Linked DNA regions of Mus musculus: all the other regions are linked to region 2. The links are chromatin contacts, called in public Hi-C and HiChIP or PLAC-seq maps. All regions are on one chromosome and are shown on one strand. Each heading gives the region's core, a stretch centred on a gene start, on an enhancer-like site or on the middle of the called end of the contact. The rest is flanking DNA. Distances are from core to core; before and after follow the strand shown.

Evidence for each region. A called contact is a pair of places that touch in the nucleus more often than the background predicts. HiChIP or PLAC-seq counts read pairs in DNA pulled down with a chosen protein or histone mark.
Region 1: an H3K4me3 HiChIP or PLAC-seq map of neural tube shows a contact between it and region 2, with 7 times the contacts expected there. The contact joins the enhancer-like site here to the promoter of Arpp21 in region 2. A contact is called at or near these places in 11 of 39 promoter capture datasets (the C10 cell line, cranial neural crest, embryonic stem cells and 5 more), 1 of 15 datasets of contacts at CTCF or cohesin (large pre-B cells), 10 of 484 Hi-C or Micro-C datasets (the AML12 cell line, cerebral cortex, cortical neurons and 6 more), 5 of 115 datasets of contacts at active chromatin or transcription factors (embryonic forebrain, embryonic midbrain, forebrain and 2 more) and 2 of 9 other capture datasets (liver and pancreatic islet).
Region 3: a contact with region 2 is called in a Hi-C map of cortical neurons, with 2.4 times the contacts expected there. The contact joins the enhancer-like site here to the promoter of Arpp21 in region 2. A contact is called at or near these places in 7 of 39 promoter capture datasets (3T3-L1-derived adipocytes, the C10 cell line, embryonic stem cells and 3 more), 4 of 484 Hi-C or Micro-C datasets (cerebral cortex and cortical neurons), 4 of 115 datasets of contacts at active chromatin or transcription factors (VIP interneurons, embryonic basal ganglia, embryonic forebrain and 1 more) and 3 of 9 other capture datasets (adipose tissue, liver and pancreatic islet).

What each region holds. Positions count from the first base shown.
Region 1 is chr9:111,938,425-111,941,338 of GRCm38.p6, forward strand. No RefSeq gene overlaps it. Among named protein-coding and RNA genes, the nearest start is that of 4930545L08Rik, 21 kb to the left of the region's middle. Within about 2 kb of position 1,612, at least 6 of the 459 cell types and tissues checked have an H3K27ac peak or open chromatin away from gene starts, as enhancers often do. A contact at or near this core is called in cortical neurons and neural tube, where this site is marked.
Region 2 is chr9:112,231,927-112,234,626 of GRCm38.p6, forward strand. Arpp21 (cyclic AMP-regulated phosphoprotein, 21) reads right to left here and starts at 1,386. Exons shown (of 21, transcript NM_001362020.1): 1 at 1,166-1,386. It also overlaps a transcript of 2900079G21Rik not described here.
Region 3 is chr9:112,743,347-112,746,046 of GRCm38.p6, forward strand. No RefSeq gene overlaps it. Among named protein-coding and RNA genes, the nearest start is that of Gm24957, 220 kb to the left of the region's middle. Within about 2 kb of position 1,300, at least 7 of the 459 cell types and tissues checked have an H3K27ac peak or open chromatin away from gene starts, as enhancers often do. A contact at or near this core is called in cortical neurons and liver, where this site is marked.

The DNA of each region.
Region 1 (2,914 bases), core at 362-2,861, 290 kb before region 2:
AAAGGGGTCATGACCCACAGACTGTGAACTGGTAATGTCGGCAAAGCACCCAGACACATTAAGAAAAACCCTAAGTTTAAAAGATTATGAGCAAAATATTTGTATTACTAAATATGTACTTGTCTGTGATGATACAAGGATTCCTCAGGCTGCTTCTCAGAGCCTTGTAGGCATTCTTACTGGGTGTTCTCAGCTGACCACAACCGTCCAGGGAGCTGACTCAGACTCTCCACTTCTCCTGCAAGGTCCTCTCACTGATGAGTCTTAGTGAGCACCACGGAGAAAAAGACAAGGAAAGGGCTTTAACATATGAGTCTGGCAGAGCTACAGGACACGGAGGACTGTATGCACAAGGTGACCACACAGGGAGTATGCTGAGCAAAGCCATCAACTCCCCCAGATAGGAACAGAAGTATCTTCAGAAGAGGATCTGTAAGAGCTTCCTAGGATGAAGAAAGTATGTTTTCCCTTGAGTCTATGGTCACAGACAAGATGCATCCTATATAAACCTAAACAATTTACCAGTATCACTTTAAACAAGCGTTAGAAACCCATCCAAATCTGAGGCAGGAGCATACTCAGCACGCACCTACCCATGGCTGAGGTACTAGGCTGTCATTTCATCTAATGAGACAACCCATACCATACAGGACCTTACCCAGAGAGACTCCATAATTCTGCCCCATGAGGAGCATGGGGCTGTCTTGTAACAGCAACTAAAGCCACCATTTCAGTGTCTGGATCCTGCCAATACAAGATAACACTGATAAACACCACAGCCTCCCACCAATAACACTAGAGAGTAATTTAAGTTTAAAGGCTTCAGCTAACTTCTTGTTGTGAGCCAGGCAGAGGACAGAGGAGCAGAAGAATAAAGAGGGCTCTGTACTCTGTTTCTAGGATATATGCTGGGGTCGCATGGGAGCCCAGTCTCTTTTTTAATGGGCATTGTGTTTGTGAGTCAGTATGAATGGGCATGAGTCTCCACCTAGATCAGGTTTCAGTGTCTTCCTCACTGGGCTGTAGTGCTGGGAGTGAAGGCTGGACCATACAGGTTGTTGTCAGGGAGACACAAGATGCCCAGGTTGGACCACTGTGATAGTTGGCAGGGCTCTCCACAGCAGGCCGCTATGCTATCTGCTCAGTCATTTCTCCACACCTCATACAACACGATGCATTCGTCTAAAAGAACAAAAGAATGACAGTGGGCCAGTCCATCAGCTGTATGGGTGAAAATAACAAGAACAGTTGTGAGTAGGGGATGACAGCAGTCAAAAGCCAAAGGAGAAGTCAGGACCTGATGCTGACTCTGGGTGGATGCACGATGTCCCAGATTTACAGGCTTCTAACAATAGGGGGCGATAGGAGCCCATGTTGCCTCTTTGTTCTGCTTGCTAAAACTTAGACCCTTTTCTGGCTCCCAGAAGCAGTTCCCAAGTGAAGTATGCATGTGCTGTTACTTGTACCTTGCATAGCTCTTCCGTGGGTTAAACAGGGTCAGTATTATCTGGCTGATGTAATTGCAAGAGACTCCATGGAGATGTTCCCACAACATCCTGAGAGTGGTAACACCCAGCCTTCCCATAGCAGCCCTGAGCAAGGCTGTAGCGAGAGGCATTAGTGCTGCTGAGCTCTGAATTGTTTCCAGACCCCTTTCTTGCTTCCACCTCTCCCAGAAGATGATCTGTGTATTGCCTGGTTTGCATTAGGATTGGGAGGACAGAAATGCACCTGGGAGTTGATAATGTAGCTTATCTTTTCGTTTGTCCAGTCAGTTTCTTCTCCCTACTCATTTTCCAGGGGATGTGATCAATGCCTGAAGCCCCAGATATTGCCAATGATTGTAATCCTGCATCTATCTGTTGTGAGAGAGAAGCCACTCTGGATCACCAAGAATTGTGGTTGTTGGACACAGGTTCAGGGTGGGACACGGTTACCTTAAGTCGTCTGGAAGCCTTTCAAGTGGTCCTTGAGTATTGAATTCTGGGCATTCTCAGGAAACAGTCTGGAGGATGTAAGAATCGCATGTTATAGGAAGTTCTATACGTGGTGGCTCAGTGGCTATGCTCTTGGGAAAAGACATCCCATATGAAGCCTCTCGCTCCTTCCCTCTTCACAGTATCCTGTAAACCACTAATATGTCAAAGAACGAAAGCTTCTAGGGTAGAATCAACTCCAGCCCTGGCTTCATAAAACAGGGATGCTTTGACTTTCCCTGCTCCTGTTTTAAACATTTAACTAAGGTTTTTAGTGAAGGACTCTCAATTCCTCAGGTTGCTTCATGGCCAAGGGGGGGGGGGAACTCTGTAACTCTTAAGGGTGGTTATTTTCCCTTCTTCGTCTTTTTCTTTCAAACCAAACACTGACATTGTTTGTCACTGTGCTAAATATACTAGTATTTATCTCAGTATTTTTTTTCGATCACCACAGGCAGTGTTAGGGGGCTGGTTTCTGATTAACAGATGCCACAAGGGGCGTCATTGCTGTGAGCCTGTCACATTACATTTTAACACAAAACTTCTACAAGCAGTGGTCCAGAGCTGCCCATAACCATTTCCTGTGGAAGATACATTACAAGAAGCATGGCTCTAACTGATAGGAAAGAAAGAGTTTCTGGAGTGGAAGACTTTCTCTGAGAATGCTCTCTATTTATAAGACACAGCAGTCAATGCCATGGCCAGGGGCATAAGTGACATCCTTTTAGATGTTTCGGTTGTTTATTTTCCTCCTGCTGTTTTCTTTTAAGATTAAAAAAATAATAACAATAAAAAGAGCCTTTTCAGAAACCGCCCTTAATTGACAGAGCTTCACCTCCCTTCCTGTCTCTGTTAATGAAACATCCTGCCTTCAACTTGGAAACAGTCAAGTGTGTGATGATTTGTAGCAGACAAGGTAAATGGTGCTCGTTCTGTTC
Region 2 (2,700 bases), core at 136-2,635:
AAGTTTATGACAGAAAAATCAACCCAAAATTCCCACAGCAGAAATTCAGATTATCACCATATCTGAAGCTGGTGGTAGTTTTTTTGAATCTCAGAATGTTTCATAAGGTCCAACCCATCTGCCACAGCAGAACAATGATTCAGGAATTTGAAATTAAATCTGCATTCATTACCCAACATTCTCACAGCCTATATTAAAAATAGTAGACACACAGGAAGTCCCCAGTTAGCATCTCCTCTAAGTTTTCAGAAACTCAAATTATTGAGTCTTCTTTCTAAGAACCAGCAAAGACGCTGAAGGAGCATCTAACCAGCTATTCAGAGAGAATTCTCTCATCCAAACCGATTGATTTCCATCGATAAGCTATAAGGACCCGATTCAAAAGACCACCTCTGCAGCCCGCTTTACCTTCCCACTCCCTTCTGCTCTGCAGTCTCCACAGCAGCACAGGGCTCTGTCTGTTCTCGGGCTCCTTTCATTGCAGAGTGAGATGCCCACTCCTTCATTAAACAGCGTTAAAAAACAGACTGCAAGGAACTCCTCAGTGCAGCACGCTCTAACAGGGTGATTGCTACAGTTCTCAAGTAACCACACTCAACTGAGATCTATGACAAGCAGTCACTGAGAGATTGGCAATGTGCAAATCTAATAAAACACACACACACACACACACACACACACACACACACACACACACACACTTGTCTGGGTCTGAACTGAATTACCAGCAAAAAGAAATCACCATATAGTGAATGAAATTAAGTCACCAAGAAACCTAATGGTATTCCCCGGAGGAGCTGTTTAAGTTTCTTTAAATATGCCTCATCCAAAGTACTGTTAAATAAGCACTCACCGAGAGGAATAGTTACTTTGTCATTCGGACGACATAAATCATACCCGGAAAGGAGAAACTAAGACATGTATAATACAATGGTCTAAAGCAATGCCTTTAAATTTACACAGAAACCAAATCATATTAGCACAGACGAGCATAGCAAGAGATGATCTTTTCCCAATCTTTGAGAATGGAAACATGTATCACTTTAAAAAGACATCTAAATGTATTCTCTAGAAATATAAAAATAGCCTGCCAGTCAAAGCGATTAGAAAGCAAAGGAAGATGAGGACAAAGGACACTGAGAATCAGACATAAGCAGGTACATACCTTGAAGGGCTACATAACCCCGAAGACAGGGTCTCTCATGTTAAGATCACTCTGCTATTTGAAGGAAGCATAACTAGCCCTAGTGCCTTCCAAATGACTGTCTTTCATGAAAATGACATTAGCTAAAATGCCACTCAGACATCAAGCCCTATAGTAACATAATCCTGAAAGAGAGGGTCTACTTAGGCTGAAGAGCATATCAAAGGCTCTCTGATTTTCACAGAATTACAAAAAAAAAAAAAAAAAGGAAACAAGAAGTGCCTCCCTGCCTGCCCTGTCTACTTTGCTGCTTACTTAAAGCAGTAAACTGCAGAGTTGGGTTCCAAGGCAGATGAGGAAAGGGTGGGCACAGTTTAGATTTATTCTGCATTGGAGCAAAATTTGAAAAAAAAATACAGATTCATTTCCATTCTAGAGACTGTCATTCTAGCTTGCAGAAGCTGCATCCTTTGAGAAGGCAGAGAGCGAAATGATGGTCTCCATCTGCAACACGTTCTTAGGGGGACCATTTCTAGCAACCTCACCGTACACCTCCCATCCCGCCATGACATTACCTTCCTCATTGCTTTTTTTTTTTCTTAAGACTTAGGCTCCAGTCTTAGTCTGTGTCTGTAAAAGGTGATCAAGCTTTGAATTTAATACATCCGTGACATCCATGCTAAGCCATGTAATTTCTCTTCCGAAGAAACTTTTTAAAACACTTGCCTGATACAGATCCAATCCTACTATCACATTTATCACCCGAGACAGATAACGTTACACCAGAGGCTGTCATGGAAATGACTTCAAGATTTAAAAAAAATAAAGCAAAAAATTATCCTCCTCTCCCTCCCTTCTCCGACCTCTTGGGACCCAGGACCTCTGTGGTAACTGAGGAAAGTGACAAGTTTTCAACTGAAACAAGAGAATGTCCAAACTTGGCACCATAAAACCCATATAAAATTACTGGAAACTTCTGTTACAGAAAGCATCGTCCCTTTCAATTCCCTTCCCAGATTTCAATTTCTGCCTGCTTTGAGGGAAAGAGAGTCCACCCATGCCTTCCGCCGAGACATAGAAACAAGATAAACAACACAGAAACGACAAACAGGTCAAAGGGAAAGCACAGATAGATGGTAGAAAGAAAAAAAAAGGGGGAGGGGGCAGCAGAAGCAGAAAGCCCCAACAGCCAGACACAAAGGGCTTGTGATGCTCATGTCGGAAGACTTGGCTCTTTACCTGAAGGAACAGTGGAGTGACCCAGCGTCCCGGGTGCCTTGACTGACTGGATTTCGTTTGGGGCTTTTGTGAGTAATTATTGTTTCTCAGTGAATGCTTTGGTTGGGTCAGTTTGGTTTGTGGCTTGCCTTTGTTGTTTGGTCGATTTATTTTAACTGCTAGCAAAAGGAGCCCTTGGCTTGGAGGCAGGGGTCCTCGCGCTGCCCAGGCACAGCGCTGGTGGGGAACGCGTGGCTGCGGCTGTTGGACTGTCACCGCTCCGGACGCTTGGAGGTCTTCGCTGCTAGAGAGTCTGTATGTCACCACAGGCTGCTGAG
Region 3 (2,700 bases), core at 50-2,549, 510 kb after region 2:
TGCTTGTGTCTCTTACCACACAGGCTGACTAAACACTGGGATCCTTTCTCTGCCATCTTTGGATGCTTCACCACCTCAGAAACACGTGTGACCTTGAGTCGTCCTCTAGACACATTTACTGGTGTTAGGTGGACAACAAGCTCTCTGGTTCGTGTTCACCTCATGAGGAGAGACTGCTCTGTGAATCATGAGCATGGATTTCTAAAAAAAAAAATCCATATTTCATTGTTTGGAAAGCTGGCTCCTCACTAGATAGTCCGATGATTTAATTGTTGTGCTGCCTTCAATGATTTTAATAATCAAGCACTTGGCATAAATTTAAGAAAGTACCAGTGAGTCCACAGGAGTTACTTAATTGTTATATAATCATTGTTCCTCCTAAAAACAACTTATTCTTTGTTGATATGGTAATGGCAGTCCATTAGGTGTCCATTAGGGTATTCCTTATGGAACCTGACACAAGAAACAAATGCTACCATTTGCAAATTAATGTTTGTTTTATGAAACAAAAGACTTTCCCTTCTAAATGATCCTGTGGTGTCTGGGGTCTGTGACAGAGGTGGAAGGCAGGGGAAGAGCATTATTGTAGGGACAGTGTGAGAGCTGTCAGAGCAGGCTTAAGGTCACAGACACTCCTCAGGGTGCAGCTGCAGACACAGTTGATATGGGCTCTCTATACTTTCTGTGGCATGGCTTTTTCTGGGTTGAATTGCTCTAGTGCCCCAGAACTTTGTACCTGGCCTTGCTACTCCCTCGACTGAGAGAGTGCCAACAATTTGGCAGTAGAAACAAAAAACAAAAGCATACACTTTTAATGATCAAATGAATCTTGTCCTCTCAAAATTACATTTTAACTTTTAAAATATACATGTTTCTATCTAAATCTAAAGTTCATTTATATGTTCAATTATGCATTATATACAAAATGTCTTGATGAGGTCTCTGGATATATTTTAAGTAGACTTAAAATAACTAAACCTTTGGTCCAAAATTTGTACCATGTTCTCTGTCCAACAGTCAGGGAAAAACCATCACTTATCTGGCTAGGAATCAACTACAGTTACACATAAATAGATACCACATTGTCCAACAAAACCAACAGTTTATTGGTTGTGTGTGTTTTAAACATTTGTGTTATATGTGTACATGGGTATGTGTACATTGCAGAAAGCAGAGATCAATGTCTTCTTCCCTCATTGGTAATTCTCCACATTACTTTTTGAAAGAGGTTATCTTACTGACCCAGCACTTCCCTATTTGTCTAGACTAGTTAGCCACCAAGTCCATTGAACTCCTGTCTCCATCCTCAATTCCCTGCCCCCTAATGCTAGGGTCACAAACATGAGTCAGGTAAAACTATTTAGATCAATCCTGGAGATCTAAATTTGGGACTTCACACTTGTGTGGCAGTCCTGTTACCAACTGCTTCATCTCCCCAGCAACGGCTTTTTGTTTTCGTATGCTGTTTCAGCTGCTAAAAATACCCTGTGTTTATTTCACTCCTGTTTTCTCCGTGTCAAGCTCCACTCACTCCTGTTTGCCTTCTGGAGTTTGCTTGATCCATCCTCGTCTCCTTCCTGCAAAACTACTTCAGTGGTTAGGCATCATGTCTGATCGTCTGACATCTAATTATGCTCCTCAAATTGCTATGTAATTGAAGCTTCTAAGTGATATGACACAAAGTCCAGGTAGCTTACAAGCCGTCCTCTAACATGTTAAGCATCATAGAATGTTAAGTAGATCCTTGATGGTATGCATATGAAATGATTGTTTTGTTGAACACTGGTAATTCAATGAATCCATAATCTAACTACCTATGCTACTAAACTATGCCCTGAGGGGCATTTCATTTACTTTAAAAAATGGATTGAGATATATTATGAAATTAATTGTGTGTGTCTAAAATGTGTAGATTATACAATAACAACCACTTGGGAATTTCAGTGATTTGACATTGAACGCAGGTTGTTAGTATCTGGAAAATGAAGAAGAAGAATAATTCTATTTTATGAAATTTCACACCAATGAAAATTAAAACATTTTTGGGACACTGAGTTCAGGAAAAATAGGATTTTCTTATTGAAAACAGATGTTTCTCTCGTAAAATATATCCCAACCACAGTTTCCCCGCCCTCTGCTTCTTCCAGCCCCTTGAACTCCACCAGATCCATATCCTCCTCCACTTACTCTTCCGAAAAGAGCAGGCCTCCAAGAGATGACATCCTAACAGAACAAAACAAGATATAATAAGACAAGGTAAAAGCCCTCATATAGAGTCTGGACAAGGCAACCTGACTGAGAAAAAGAGTGCTAAGACCAAGCAAAAGAGTCAGAGCTATACACCCAAGAGGAGTTTTGTTCTGGTATGAGGGATATATTCCTAAATCCTGGAACACAGAGGATCTCTGCTAGATTTCATAATGCCTTCCAAAGCTAAATGTAGTAGAATTTTTTTCCTGTGAAAAACTGGCAAATATCAGCTTGCTGAGCAGGGGCAGAGAGCTTCAGTTGATAGTGTTCAATCTCCTGTGAAGGTCAACACACTTTACAAAACAACATCAGTCCCAACAAAACAAAGGTAGTTTATTAAGACACTCTGTAATTAGGACAATATTCCCATACGGGACAAGAAAACAGAGATAAAAATATGTTTGCCTCCAATGATCTAGATCTCTAAGCAGATAAACAATATTTTAATTA